Regions from separate parts of the Mus musculus genome. Here regions 2, 3, 4 and 5 are each linked to region 1. A link is a contact called in public ChIA-PET and HiChIP or PLAC-seq data. All regions are on one chromosome and are shown on one strand. Each heading gives the region's core, a stretch centred on a gene start, on an enhancer-like site or on the middle of the called end of the contact. The rest is flanking DNA. Distances are from core to core; before and after follow the strand shown. Region 1 holds the start of Rpl36 (ribosomal protein L36). Region 2 holds the start of Tnfsf9 (tumor necrosis factor (ligand) superfamily, member 9). Region 3 holds the start of Tubb4a (tubulin, beta 4A class IVA). Region 4 holds the start of Fem1a (fem 1 homolog a). Region 5 holds the start of Acsbg3 (acyl-CoA synthetase bubblegum family member 3).

Region 1 (2,654 bases), core at 69-2,568:
AGTTTCCTCTCCCTCCTGTGTTCTAGGACCTATTCCTACCTTCTTTGGACTCTTCTCAGGCCTGATCATCAGCACAGCCACCCTAGGGTACCAGAGTGGACCCTCTTGGCACGCAGGCTGAGGATCCCCACGAGGGCCTTAGCTCCATCCCAGGGTGATGCTACCCACAGGCCCCGCCTATCTGGGTTGGCCCCTCCCACTCTTATCCAAGTACTTGTGCTGCTGACGAGTTTTGCCCTCTGCTCCCTCCAGAGTACTGCATCCTGGTACATCCATGCCCTGCTTCGTAATGAGAGTTGGATTCTCTTATGTTCTCTACTGTTGGAATTCCTCAGGCTGACAGAGCGTGGAGTGTGGGAAGCTGAGGCAGGAGAGGAGGAGGCTCAAGTACAGCTCAGCTGCTGGAGCACTTGGGTGTTACACGCCTGTCATTATCAGGACAGCCTGGGCTGCACGAGACCATAGCTCACAGAAAAAAAGTGAGGAAGGAGAGGAGTGAGGGGGCACAGCCTGTGATTCTAGATAATTTGCAGCCCTCTCTACCCCAAGGCCTCCAGGGGACGCGAAACTCCTTCAACGAAACAGTTCATAAGGATCAGTCTATTGATCCGGACAGATTTGTTGTGACTGTTGTGACAGATCTATTGATCTGTTGGATCCGGAACCCTCCATGACGAAGGCAAACGGAGTTCTGTAAACTGACTTCTGACCTCTGCAAGTTTGTAGTGGCACATGCTCTCTCTCTTTCGAGACAGGGTTTCTCTGTGTAGCCCTGGCTGTCCTGGAACTCACTCTGTAGACCAGGCTGGCCTCGAACTCAGAAATTCGCCTGCCTCTGCCTCCCAAGTGCTGGATTAAAGGTGTGCGCCACCACGCCCGACACAAACAAAAAATTTTAAAAGCACTCTTTAAAGTCATTTTTAAAAAGATTTGTTTATTTAATTAGTTATTATGTATACAGCGGTCTCCCTGCATGTGTACCATCAGGCAAAATGAGGGCACCAGATCTCATTATAGATGGTTATTAGCCACCATGTGGTTAACTGAGAATTGAAATCAGGACCTCTGGAAGAGCAGACAGGGCTCTTAACCTCTGAGACATCTCTACAGAGCCCATTCCCCTCAAAAGCACTTTTATTGTCAGAGATTAAATTACTTCAACAGCTAACAACAGTGTGAGGCAGCATTCCAACTCCTAACCTAAGGGATGATTCCCAAGCCGAGGTCTCACGGGTGCCGTAGAACCTCCGGCCACCAGAGGTCGCCCGCAGCGCGCCTGTCTCTCTAGCCGGAAAGGCCTGCAAGTGGCATATATCCCAGGATTCTGCGCGGTGCCGTTCTTCCTGTCCCGGCCGCCATCGGAGAGCATCAGGTAAGTGGGCCTCGTCGGGGCTCATCTGCCCCCATCGGGCATCCCGGCCCCATGGGGAGTCCCTGCGGGCCGGCATGCGGGCGGGCGCGGGCCGAGGTACCGTGTCTCAGCCGCTGTCTTGTCCCCGCTGCCCACAGCCATGGCTCTGCGCTACCCCATGGCCGTGGGCCTCAACAAGGGCCACAAGGTGACGAAAAACGTCAGTAAGCCGAGACACAGCCGGCGACGCGGGGTGAGTGCTGGGGACGCGACCGCCTCGTCAGAGATGGGGACGGGGGTGAAGAAGTGAATATCGACACCTGCGTAGATTCTGTGTCGTTGGAATGGGAAGGTCTGAGTGGTTCGTGGGCCCGGTCGTTGATTGGGCGTCTGAGACTGGGAGTCGGTCGGTGGGCTGTTGCGTTCGGCCCCCTGTAAGGCCCATTTTGGGGTTCGTGACCTCGGGGCTGTGCTCGCAGCGCCTCACCAAACACACCAAGTTCGTGCGGGACATGATCCGGGAGGTGTGCGGCTTCGCACCCTACGAGCGGCGAGCCATGGAGTTGCTCAAAGTGTCCAAGGACAAGCGCGCACTCAAGTTCATCAAGAAGAGGGTAGGCAGCGTGCTGCACCGAGCACGGGTGGGGGTGTGGCTGGCTGCAGTGGCCCTGGGTGACATGCGACTACTCCTCGCAGGTGGGCACGCACATCCGCGCCAAGAGAAAGCGGGAGGAGCTGAGCAACGTGCTGGCAGCCATGAGGAAGGCGGCGGCCAAGAAGGATTGATGAACCCTCCCCCAATAAAAGATGGTTCCTACAGTTTTGTGTATGTGTGAGCTCACGGCGACACTGAGACTCAGGCTTAGGGCTTTTGGAAAGGTTTTCTTTATTCATGATTCTACAGCTGTGCTCGTGGCTCCGCCACACCATGATTTATTTAGTCCCAGGCCCCTGTGTCATCTCTCCACGGCCAGTGCCTCCCTGTGCTCTCGCCGGGGGAAGGCAATGGGGAATATGTCCCGATAGTGTTCCACGAAGTGAACTTCAAGGCCCTCTGTGATAAAAGGAGCTAAATCCGAGTAGTCCTTTCTGTTCTCAGCAGGCAGAATGATGCAGGTCACACCTGCACGCTTAGCCTGTGGAAAGATGTGTCAGCTGGGTGCTCTTCCACCCTGAGGTGGTCAGGGGTACAGGCGGCAGACACTCACCGCAATGGTCTTCTCCTTGATGCCACCCACAGGCAACACCTTGCCAGTGAGGGAGACCTCCCCAGTCATAGCCAGGTTCTGCAACACTGGCTGGC
Region 2 (2,654 bases), core at 63-2,562, 490 kb after region 1:
GAAGAAGCTGGATTTGAGGGTGTATGCCTGTCTGTGTCTGTATCCCAATATACTGGGGAGGGTCAGAAGTTCAGAGTCATCCTAGGCTGTCTAGTGAGTTGGAGGGCTGCAAGGCGAAGACCAGACCCTATGTAGAAACAAACAACTCCCCATTTTATAGCTTGTTGTTTCCTGCTGAGATAAATGGTCTGGTTATATCAGTACTTTTTTTTTTTTTAATTATGTTTACTGATGGTATGCATGTCGTGGTCAAAGGGCACTTTCAGGACAAATTTCTGGGTGTCAGTTCTTTCTTCCCACCATGTAGGTCCTGAGGACTGAACTCAGGCCACCAGGCTTGTGATTATACTATTACTGGCTGAGCCATCTCAGCAGATCTAACCAGATCAGAACATTGAGGAGTCTGTCTCCAAGGTTTGCCCAGAGCCAGTCATCTCTCAGTTCCTCTTTTGGGGGGTCTTCTCTGCGCCCCCCCCTTTTGCCTCTACCTCAGGCAAGAACAGTGAAAGAATGGGAAATTGGAAATGTGTCCGCTGCCTGGGGGAATTTCTCTATCTGGACTCTCCAGCCTTCTGTTTCTGGAGTCCTAAGAGACTACTAACAGGAAGCCCCAAGAAAGTGGGTGGGGACACACCAGGAAAGGCCCAGGGTAGAGATGGGGTCCTGGGGAGGAAGAGGCTGAGTGAGTGGGTGCCTAGCAGGTCTCTTTGATTCCGCTGGGGATGGGTGGGCAGTTTTGGATGTCCCTAGAGTCCTCGACAAAACAACAACAACAAAAAACAAAACAAAACAAAACAAAACAACAACAAAACCCCCTGCATTTAGGGCGTCCCAGGGATGGGGAGCTAGGGGTTGGAAGAAAAAGGGAGCAGGAGAGATCAGGAGAGAGACAGAAGTTTGAGAGACAGAAAAACAGGAATGAAAATCAGCAGCGGAGAAATAACCTACCAGTGGGGAACACAGAAAAAGAAGGGAGACAGAGCTGTGGATTCAGGAGAGGCCAGGGAGGGAATGGATTCCGATATCACATGGTTCCCATCATATAAAAAGCTCTTTAATGTGTCAGTGTTAAACCAAATCAAACACACACACACACACACACACACACACACACACACACACACACACAAAAAGGGAAGAAGGACGGGCGGGCACAGGGCCTGGACAGGGAAGGGGAAAGGGGCGAGAAGGGGGAGGGGAAGGGGGGAGGAGGAGAGAAAGTTCCGGGAGTCGAGGGGCGGAGCGCGGAGCCCGGGAACCCCGCGGCTGCCCTCCCTCCCTTCCCTCCCCGGAAAAGGCGCCTCGGTAGCCTATAAAGCACGGGCACTGGCGGGAGACGTGCACTGACCGACCGTGGTAATGGACCAGCACACACTTGATGTGGAGGATACCGCGGATGCCAGACATCCAGCAGGTACTTCGTGCCCCTCGGATGCGGCGCTCCTCAGAGATACCGGGCTCCTCGCGGACGCTGCGCTCCTCTCAGATACTGTGCGCCCCACAAATGCCGCGCTCCCCACGGATGCTGCCTACCCTGCGGTTAATGTTCGGGATCGCGAGGCCGCGTGGCCGCCTGCACTGAACTTCTGTTCCCGCCACCCAAAGCTCTATGGCCTAGTCGCTTTGGTTTTGCTGCTTCTGATCGCCGCCTGTGTTCCTATCTTCACCCGCACCGAGCCTCGGCCAGCGCTCACAATCACCACCTCGCCCAACCTGGGTACCCGAGAGAATAATGCAGACCAGGTCACCCCTGTTTCCCACATTGGCTGCCCCAACACTACACAACAGGTGAGGCTCATCTCATCCCTAGGGGACTCTTTCTTACCTTCTGGAAGCATCGCTGCACCGACAGGGAGAGAACAGCACTTCCTCCCCACCCCCGCCCCGCCCCGCCCCGCCCCGCCTCGCTCTGCTCCTGCTACTCCGCTTGAAGCACCCCCTCTCCATCTCGCACTCAGAGGAAATCCCTTTGCGTCTTGACCCCTTGAATGAACCTATGAAACCTGGGGGAGAACTCCCGAGGGTGCACCGCAGTTCCCTTCAGTCCCACTTAGGCCTTCAGGGCTCTCCTTCTCCATCCAAAGTTGGACGCCCCAATGTGTGCTGGGCCGTATGAGTTCCTATCTGCTTCTTTAGGATGTAAGGTACCATCTACCTTTATTTTTCTTTCTTCCCAGGGCTCTCCTGTGTTCGCCAAGCTACTGGCTAAAAACCGTGAGTGCCCCCTGATTTATTTCCAGCGGGTCCCGCAGGGAGGTTGAACAAGGGGACCTGTTCAACCTTCTAGTCATGTCCCTCTCCCTCACTTACTCAGCCTTTCTCACTTGCTGTCACAGCTCCAACTGTCATCCTTGGGACCCCATCCAGGTTTTCAGAGAATTGAGAATTCTCACCCCCAGCTGACTCTGGGAGATCTCCTTTTCTCTTTTCCTTCCTCTATCCCTCCCATGTAGCCCAGGCTTCCTCCAAATTCATTATGTAGCTGAGGCTGGCCGCCCTGCTGCCAACACCTCCAATGGGCTGGGATAAATGAATGCCTTTGGGCTTCAGGCACCCTATTGAGCCCGAGCCCTAGTCTCTCCCTGTCAAGTCTTAGTTGTCAAATTATTTGCCCTCAGAGATGACTCTCTTCCTGCACTCTCCATATCCCACCT
Region 3 (2,654 bases), core at 91-2,590, 470 kb after region 1:
CTCTCCAGCTGGAGGTCACTGTCCCCATGATAGGTCCCAGTGGGGTCGATGCCGTGCTCATCACTGATGACCTCCCAGAACTGGGGGTGGGGGTGGGAAGCAAAGTGAGGGGGAGGGGGAGCAAAGTGAGAGGGGAGCAAAATGAGGGGGAGGGGGGAGCAAAGTGAATAGATTTTCCTTTTGTTGTTATAGTTTTTTTGTTTTTGTTTTTGTTGTTATAGTTTTAAAACCTTTTAAAAAACCATTTTCTGTGTGTGTGCATTCATATGCATGCTCCTGTTGTCAATCTTGGCCATGAGCCCTGGGGGAACCATGTTGCTTGTCCTATTGTTTGTTTGATGATGAAATGTGTAGAATAGCTTTTTTTTTTACTTATTGTCTTAAAATTTAATGTATGTATGTATATATATATGTATATATGTATGAATGTATGTATGTATGTGTTTGTATTATTTTTTTAGTCAGTGTCTCCCAAAGCCCAGGCTAGCCTGAAATTCACTAGATAGTTTAGGATGATATTGAACTCTTGATCCTCCTGCCTCAACCTAGCCTAGTGGCTGGGATGACAGGTGTATACCACAACACCTGGGCAAAGGTTCAACCTATTGAGTTATAGCCCCCACCCCTTATTTTTTTGACACAGGGTTTCACGTAGCCCAAGCTGGCCTCCAACTTACTGTGTATGGGAAGCTATTTTTGGGCTCCTGCCTCTATCCACCAAGTGCTAAGATGTCAGAGTGGGTCACAGTGTTAGTCGGGAAGGGCTGAGAGATGCTGTGTCTAGGACACTCTTAAAGCCACTTCTTCAGTTGCTGACTGTCTGTCTGTGAGGTAACTGGGAACTCAGAGCCACAGCAAAGCATGAGCCAGCAAGAAGGGAGAAGTTGGGGGTAGGGAGAGGCTTGGCCCCACCAGAGCCACTTGGTGCCAGTCCATCCCGGCAGCAGCCCTGGGAGGAGGGGCCGTGCCTCTTCGTTCCAGGCAACTGAGGGTGACAGTGGCCCAGCTGTGAGGCCAGCTGTGGCCAAGAGACATAAGGCCAGGCCCTGCCCCCATCAGCCTCTTTGTTCCCAGTCTGGCTCTGCCCTGGTTCCCCTCCTCCACCTAGGATGCAAAATTCCTGGGTGAGCCTTGGGAGAGCCAATAACCCCTCTCTGAGCCCCTGTGCATTCCCACCCTCTACTCAGTCCGACGCACCTTGGCCCCGATCTGGTTACCGCATTGACCGGCTTGCAGGTGCACGATTTCCCGCATGGTGGTGGCGCTGCTGGTGGCGTCTGATGGACGGGTGTCGACCGGCCGCTGTGGCTCTAGCTCTGGACGAGATGGCTGCGGAGCTCTGTCTCTGCGCCCCCGGGCGTCTCTATATTTGCGGAGCAGTACTCACGTCACCGCTGGGTCACCCGCGTGCTCCGCCTCCTGGGCCCGCCTAGGATGCTTGCAGTGAAGGATGGAGGGACTGGAGTAATGGAGGAGGATGGAGGGAGGGGCCTCGGAAAAGTAGGGATCTCCTCCGTCAAGCTCTTTCTCTGAGACCTCAGGGTCCCGGTGTATCCCCACTCTAGTTTCCCCTCAGGCTCCGTTGTCAGGCACCATTCTTTCTTTCCACTCTGATTTCATAGAGACTGGATGGAAAGGCACCTCGGAATCTTGTAAATAGCATCTAGGACAATGTCCTCCCTCTCAGCCCCAGCCCCTGCCTCAATTTCTCTGTCTGCTTCTCCCTTCTTCATTCCTTCGAGACCCCCTTCCTTAGAACCTTTGTATAGGTGGGGAAGAACGGTGACTCTGAGCTCCAGGCTCTCCACAGTGGAGTTTGGTTTGAAGGTGGCAGGTGCATGTGAGACACTGCTGAGTCCTGGAAGTCGCTTCTGGAACCCTTCTACAGATTTCCTTCTATGTTCTGAGGAGCGCTGGAAGGCTCTTGACCCCCCAGGAGGTCTCAGAAACTAGGGCTAAGACAAATAATTGGATCCCACCAACAGCAGAGAGCTTTCCCCACCTCAACATATCTTTGCTTTGTTATTGATATTTATTTCTTTAAGTACAAGTTTTCCCATGTAGCTATTGTTCCCCTATATCACTATATGGCCCAGGCTGGCCTTGAACTCATGGCTTTCCTGCCTCCAATCTCTGGAATGCTAGGATTACAAGAGATCTACAACATAGCTGTAAAAGTGACATAGTCTAAAAGTGACATCTGAAACATGCTTGTATGTTCATGAGTTTATCTGAGCATAGGTTCAAGTTAGAGTGTGTCCATGCGTTGTTGATCTTTACCATCCATAATGTTCTATTCATAGACTGTCTTCTTGTGCTGGATTCCATGGGTTTTTCTGCTCCCCACCCCAACTCCAGCATCCCCAGGGGTTATAGGTGCTACTTGCTGTGTTCCTTGCTTTGAGAGATTTCCCCTCGGGACTGCATAGTGTAGTCCAAGCTGACTTCTCACTCAATGCAGTCCAAGCTGACCTCCCACTCAATAAGTAAACAAGCTGGCCTTAAACTCCTGATCCTCTGCCTCTACCTCCTGAGTGTGCACCACCATGCCCTGGGGTTATATGGAGTTGGGCACAGGACTAAGGGACTCATGCATGCTTGGAAAGTGCTCTCCCCATTGAGCCCCAGCTCACAAACACCATGACAGCTTTCCC
Region 4 (2,654 bases), core at 74-2,573, 360 kb before region 1:
ACATCAACCGGAGCTACATGAAATCCTACCTCAAACTGATCTTTAAAAAGACCTTGAGGAACTGGAGCAGTGGTTCAGCTGTGACTCTCAACCATAGGGATGCGCACACCACCAGTAACTCCAGCGGCAAAGATCCCGACGCCCTCTGCTGGCCTTGGCGGATGGAGGGAAAGCATGTGGCCTTTAAATTTTTTATTTATTTAATTTTATTTTATGTGCATTAGTGTAAGATCCCTTGAACTGGAATTACAGACCAGTTGGGAGCTACCATGTGGGTGCTGGGAATTGAACCAGAGTCCTTTGGATAAGTAGTCAGTGCTCTTGACCACTGAGCCATCTCTCTAGCCCCGCATGTGGCTCCTTAAAAAAAGAAGAAAGAAAGAAAAAGAAAAGCTAACGTGAAAATCGAGACTGCCTAACATTTCTGCAAATAGCTAAAGGCGAGTTGGGGTGCGCTGCCAGCTCAAGATCTTACACTCGGCGCGCGCCCCCTGCTGGTCAGCAAGCCTTTCGTAGAAGCCCTTCGCCTTCCACCTCGCTCCGGATTGGCTGGGAGTTGCCTTTGTTGCCCGCTGGGAAATGTAGTCCGCAAAGGAGGCGGAGGCCCATTCATTTCCTGCCTGCGCGACCTCGAAAACCGGAAGTACAGCACCACGCTACCCTGGGTCGTCCGCAAGGGCCGCCGAGCCTTGCCCGATACGAAGGGAGGCTTTTTATTTACATTTCGTCTCGCGGGTGCCCCACGGCGCTGTGGGAAGCGAATTCCTTTTTCCCCCACTTCATGTTTTCCTGTGGATTCTGACATGAATGACAGAATGCACATTATCACCTGGCCAAGCTGCTCAGAGCCCCTCAAAACATGGTGTATTTCCATGATGGGAACTGTAGTCTTTCAATGGTACCTCGCCCAGTATTCTTCGAGCTAAAGCTCGGACTTCTTGCCCTGTCTAGAGTCTGTGTCAGTGACAGTAACCGGAAGTATGTCATCAAATACTCAGGGTCACATACAACTTTATAGACTTGCATGGTAGGAATTGAAAACTGAGACCCTTTTGAGAGACGTCCTTTTGGGAACTGAGTGAGAACATGCTGCCGGCAATCTCCGCCTTAGAGTCAATACCAGGAAGTATGTCACCACATTTCCCAAGGATCGCACTAACCATTGGCCTTGCTTGGCGGAAATTGCCGTCCTGTCACCGGTTCCCCCCTATCCCTTTCGGGAAATGTAGTTTTTTCGCTTTTCTGATTCCAGTATCATTCGGCGGGCGATCGCTCATAGGACTCCATTTCCCAGCATGCCTGTGCACACTCTGTCCTCGCCCCTTCGCGGCGGCCATTTTATTCCTCCCGGAGACCCGCTAAGATGACAGCCCGGGAGAAGGTGAAGGTTGTCTCTGGCGACCGGCGGCCCGGCTAGATCCAGCAGCGAGGCTTCCAGCATGGATCTGCACACAGCGGTGTACAATGCGGCGCACGACGGCAAGCTGCCGCTGCTGCAGAAGCTGCTGGCCGGCCGTGGGCGTGAGGAGCTGGAGGAGCTGCTGGGTGAGGTGGCCGGCGGTGGCACGCCACTGCTAATCGCAGCGCGCCGTGGACACCTAGACGTGGTGGAGTATCTGGTGGACCACTGCGGCGCCAGCGTGGAGGCGAGCGGCTCCGTGCACTTCGATGGCGAGACCATCGAGGGCGCGCCGCCGCTCTGGGCAGCGTCGGCCGCGGGTCACCTGGCCGTGGTGCGTAGCCTTCTGCGCCGAGGCGCCTCGGTCAACCGCACCACGCGCACCAACTCCACGCCGCTGCGCGCCGCCTGCTTCGACGGCCACCTGGACGTGGTACGCTACCTGGTGGGCGAGCACAAGGCGGACCTGGAGGTGGCCAATCGCCACGGCCACACGTGCCTTATGATCTCCTGCTACAAGGGCCACCGCGAGATCGCGCGCTACCTGCTGGAGCGCGGCGCACAGGTGAACCGGCGCAGCGCCAAGGGCAACACCGCCCTGCACGACTGTGCAGAATCTGGCAGCCTGGAGATCCTACAGCTGCTGCTGGGCTGCCACGCGCGCATGGAGCGCGACGGCTATGGCATGACCCCGCTGCTGGCCGCCAGCGTCACCGGGCACACCAACATCGTGGAGTACCTCATCCAGGAACAGCCGGGCCACGAGCAGCTCTCAGGGACAGAGCTTCCCGGGGAAGGCTCCTCCCAGGTGGCAGGAAACCACTGCTCCACCCCAGAAGAAGCAGAACCGTATGAGAGCTGCTGCCCTACCAGCCGGGAAGCAGCTGTGGAAGCTTTGGAGCTGCTGGGTGCCACCTACGTGGATAAGAAAAGGGATCTGCTTGGAGCCCTGAAGCACTGGAGAAGGGCGATGGAACTCCGTCACCAGGGTGGAGGCTACCTCCCTAAGCCGGAGCCCCAGCAACTGGTTCTGGCCTATGACTATTCCAGGGAGGTGACTACACCCCAAGAGTTGGAAGCCCTCATTACAGATCCTGATGAAATGCGGATGCAGGCGCTGCTGATACGGGAGAGAATCTTGGGCCCCTCACATCCTGACACTTCATACTACATACGGTACCGGGGTGCTGTCTATGCGGACTCCGGGAATTTCGAGCGCTGTATCCGTCTGTGGAAGTATGCCTTGGACATGCAA
Region 5 (2,654 bases), core at 80-2,579, 260 kb after region 1:
ACGGTCACGTGCCCCACGCAGAGATCCTCTCAGGAACCTTACCAACTTTCACAAGGTGGCCAGGTGTCACAGATGGAGACATCTGGTCAGCAAGGTAGTTCTCCTTCCACAGAGTTGGTCAGTGGTGGGTGGTCCCAGAAGCGTGTGTGTGTGTGTGTGTGTGTGTGTGTGTGTGTGTGTGTGTATGTGTGTGTGTGTGTTGTCCCCTTCTTGCTCTGGTCACCCCTCAGTCTAGCCAGGGTGATGGTGGTAGATGGGTTCCCACCCAACACAACTCCATAATTCAGGCTTCTGGAACCTTCTGCTCAGGACACCCCTTATGACATCACTGGCCGTCCTCCCCTGCACCCAGCCTCAGGAGAAAAGTACTCCCTGGGGAAGGGGATTGTAAGCTTCCTTCACCCATCATTCCCTCATTCATTCATTCCTTCCTTCATTCATGCATATAATCTTCAGCCACTCACCAGTGTACTTACTCATCTATTCATTCATTCATTCATTCATTCATTCATTCAGATATCTGTATGTGCTTGAACAGTTTTTCCAGCTCCAGTGTTGAGCACTGTGCATTACATTCGATAGAAATAGAAATGAAACCAGACAGGGCCATTCAAGAACCTATGGGGAGTCTCAAAACCAAAAAAAAACAAAAAAACAAAAAAACTACCATAAAGGGTCTGGCACTGTAGCCCAGTGGGTAGTGCTCAAATAGCATGTGCAAGGTCTGGGATTCCAAGCATCACATGAATGGCATGGCACATGCCTGTCAAACCAACACTGGGGATGGTGGAGGCAGGAGGACCAAGGTCATCCTTGGCTACACAGGGAGTTAAAATGTAGCCCAGGCCATATGCACATGCATTTACACTGTGAAACCGTCATCACCATCCAGTTCTAGAGCCTTCGGTCTCCCCAGTCTGAAGCTCTGCCCCAATTCAGTGCTCACTCCCCTCCTTTCCCAGGTCTGCACCACCCACTTCCTGTCTCTGTGACTTGCTCTGGGGCCTGCAAGTGCGACCCTGGGGTATGTGCCCTCGTCTGGCGTATTTCACTGGACAGGGTCATCATCGTTCCTCCACGTTGGCATGGGCATCTTTTCAGGATGTCCTCTCAGCCTGGAGTGTCCACACCCTTGCTCCCTCCTCTGTCAGTGACCATGAGCTAAGAAGCGTGGCTACTGTGTGGATATGGCTGTGTGACAGACCTGAGTCTCTTATTTCAATGGTTTCTGGTGTATGACCAGAAGGGGACCTTGGGTCATGTTGCCATCGTGGCCCTGGCTTACGGAACACAGTGATGTCACAACAACTGCCTTGAAATGTAGAAGGGAATGTTCTGGAGGATGTCCAGTCTGGGGGGCTGCGTGTCCTTCTGTGGCTACAGTGGGAGGTGGTGACAGAGCTGGACAAGAGTCACCACTGTCGTACCAGTTGATAAAGTGGCAGCCTGTGGTGGGGAGAGAGGGCTGAGGACAACAACATCTGCCCCAGCCTCTCAGGAAACGCCGGTGCCACTAGGCACAGAAGGTCCTGGAAACTCTATTCTTTTCTCCTCCTTTCCTCTCCCTTCTTTTCTACTCCCCTCTCCAGAGTCCCATGTAGCCCAGGCTACCCTTGAGTTCACACAGCACTCAACCACTGGAGAACATGAGTTCAGTCCTCTCTCCCACAAAAAAAGCTGGGTGCAGCAGCATACACCTATAACAGGAGACCCCTACTGCTCACTGGCAGTCAGCTTAGTCAATAGGCAAGCTATGGGCTCGGGAAGGGAGAGGTGTGGATGGTCACTGCCAGACAGGCCTCAATGGAAGGAACATAGCTGAGGAAGAAGAGATTTGCTGACGACCTCTGTCTAGCTTCCACAGGTCTGCATACACGCCACACACAAGGAATGTCCCCCACTAACACCCAGCTTGTTTTATTTCTTTTGCCAGCATCCACTCCTGCTCCCTTATCCTGGTCTGTGAGGTTCCTGTCTTTCTCTGGCCAATTCCACCACCATCCACCCCGCCCTTTGAGGAAGCAGACACCCCACTGTGGACACCTGGTCCTCTGCCCTCTGTAACTGTGTGCGTGAACATCTTTGTGCTGGGTCTGTGTCGTGGGAATGACTGACCCTAAGGAATCAGATAACCTTCAGACCTCCAGGAGGATCCTGAAAACCAAAACCATCTTGAAGAACAAAATTCACAGTGCAATATCGAAGAAGGCACAAGCAGATAACTTTGAGATACTGACCCCAGGTGGGAGCCCTGCCCCCCACCCCGTGCAGGGAGAGGGTGGGGGTGGCAGCAGGGTCCTCTTGTCAGCCCAGGCACACTTCTGGGATCAGTAGTAGAGCAGCACTGGTCTACTGGGGTAGGTGGTCAGTGGCCGTTGAAGTCCTGTGGAGAGGGCTTAAGTAACCGGGGGAAGGAGTAAGGGTGATACCTATGGCCATGTGACCTTTGCCAGGGCGATCATGTGACCAACCATCAAGGCCTTGTCCATTTGGGAACAGTAACCCTGACTCCATGTTCTCCTTTCTGTGGGTCAGGGAGCAGTGAACAGCACTCCTGTCCTTTGTCCCAGTCTTTTGGAGTGACCTTTGACCTCCATCCACCTGAGGTGGTGGAGGGTGGAGGGTGGGGGACTGTTGCTGTAAATCTCTCCAAC

What was found. ChIA-PET counts read pairs in DNA pulled down with a chosen protein or histone mark. HiChIP or PLAC-seq counts read pairs in DNA pulled down with a chosen protein or histone mark.
Region 2: a FOXA1 HiChIP or PLAC-seq map of pancreatic cancer cells shows a contact between it and region 1. The contact joins the promoter of Tnfsf9 here to the promoter of Rpl36 in region 1. A contact is called at or near these places in 1 of 39 promoter capture datasets (liver), 3 of 115 datasets of contacts at active chromatin or transcription factors (bone marrow-derived macrophages, memory CD8 T cells and pancreatic cancer cells) and 1 of 9 other capture datasets (adipose tissue).
Region 3: a FOXA1 HiChIP or PLAC-seq map of pancreatic cancer cells shows a contact between it and region 1. The contact joins the promoter of Tubb4a here to the promoter of Rpl36 in region 1. A contact is called at or near these places in 1 of 484 Hi-C or Micro-C datasets (CD4 T cells) and 3 of 115 datasets of contacts at active chromatin or transcription factors (bone marrow-derived macrophages, pancreatic cancer cells and regulatory T cells).
Region 4: a contact with region 1 is called in an RNA polymerase II ChIA-PET map of memory CD8 T cells, with 1,244 read pairs. The contact joins the promoter of Fem1a here to the promoter of Rpl36 in region 1. A contact is called at or near these places in 4 of 39 promoter capture datasets (the C10 cell line, cranial neural crest, hematopoietic stem and progenitor cells and 1 more), 11 of 484 Hi-C or Micro-C datasets (B cells, CD4 T cells, CD8 T cells and 6 more), 19 of 115 datasets of contacts at active chromatin or transcription factors (the SCID.adh cell line, bone marrow-derived dendritic cells, bone marrow-derived macrophages and 15 more) and 3 of 9 other capture datasets (adipose tissue, liver and pancreatic islet).
Region 5: an H3K27ac HiChIP or PLAC-seq map of embryonic stem cells shows a contact between it and region 1, with 7 read pairs. The contact joins the promoter of Acsbg3 here to the promoter of Rpl36 in region 1. A contact is called at or near these places in 3 of 39 promoter capture datasets (cranial neural crest, embryonic stem cells and stem cell-derived epiblast-like cells) and 2 of 115 datasets of contacts at active chromatin or transcription factors (bone marrow-derived macrophages and embryonic stem cells).

Annotation. Positions count from the first base shown.
Region 1 is chr17:56,612,077-56,614,730 of GRCm38.p6, forward strand. It overlaps Rpl36 (ribosomal protein L36), which reads left to right and starts at 1,319. Exons shown (of 4, transcript NM_018730.3): 1 at 1,319-1,372; 2 at 1,510-1,604; 3 at 1,831-1,965; 4 at 2,048-2,170. The coding sequence starts at 1,512. The coding sequence ends at 2,137. Lonp1 (lon peptidase 1, mitochondrial) reads right to left here. Exons shown (of 18, transcript NM_028782.2): 17 at 2,560-2,654; 18 at 2,221-2,487. The coding sequence ends at 2,308.
Region 2 is chr17:57,104,073-57,106,726 of GRCm38.p6, forward strand. It overlaps Tnfsf9 (tumor necrosis factor (ligand) superfamily, member 9), which reads left to right and starts at 1,313. Exons shown (of 3, transcript NM_009404.3): 1 at 1,313-1,788; 2 at 2,178-2,214. The coding sequence starts at 1,360. It overlaps Gm11110 (predicted gene 11110), which reads right to left and starts at 1,870. Exons shown (of 4, transcript NR_033508.1): 1 at 1,826-1,870.
Region 3 is chr17:57,086,260-57,088,913 of GRCm38.p6, forward strand. Tubb4a (tubulin, beta 4A class IVA) reads right to left here and starts at 1,341. Exons shown (of 4, transcript NM_009451.4): 1 at 1,198-1,341; 2 at 1-80. The coding sequence starts at 1,254.
Region 4 is chr17:56,255,470-56,258,123 of GRCm38.p6, forward strand. Fem1a (fem 1 homolog a) reads left to right here and starts at 1,324. Exons shown (of 1, transcript NM_010192.4): 1 at 1,324-2,654. The coding sequence starts at 1,440.
Region 5 is chr17:56,874,155-56,876,808 of GRCm38.p6, forward strand. Acsbg3 (acyl-CoA synthetase bubblegum family member 3) reads left to right here and starts at 1,330. Exons shown (of 14, transcript NM_030141.2): 1 at 1,330-1,526; 2 at 1,934-2,242. The coding sequence starts at 2,107. Acsbg2 (acyl-CoA synthetase bubblegum family member 2) reads right to left here and starts at 293. Exons shown (of 15, transcript NM_001039114.1): 1 at 43-293.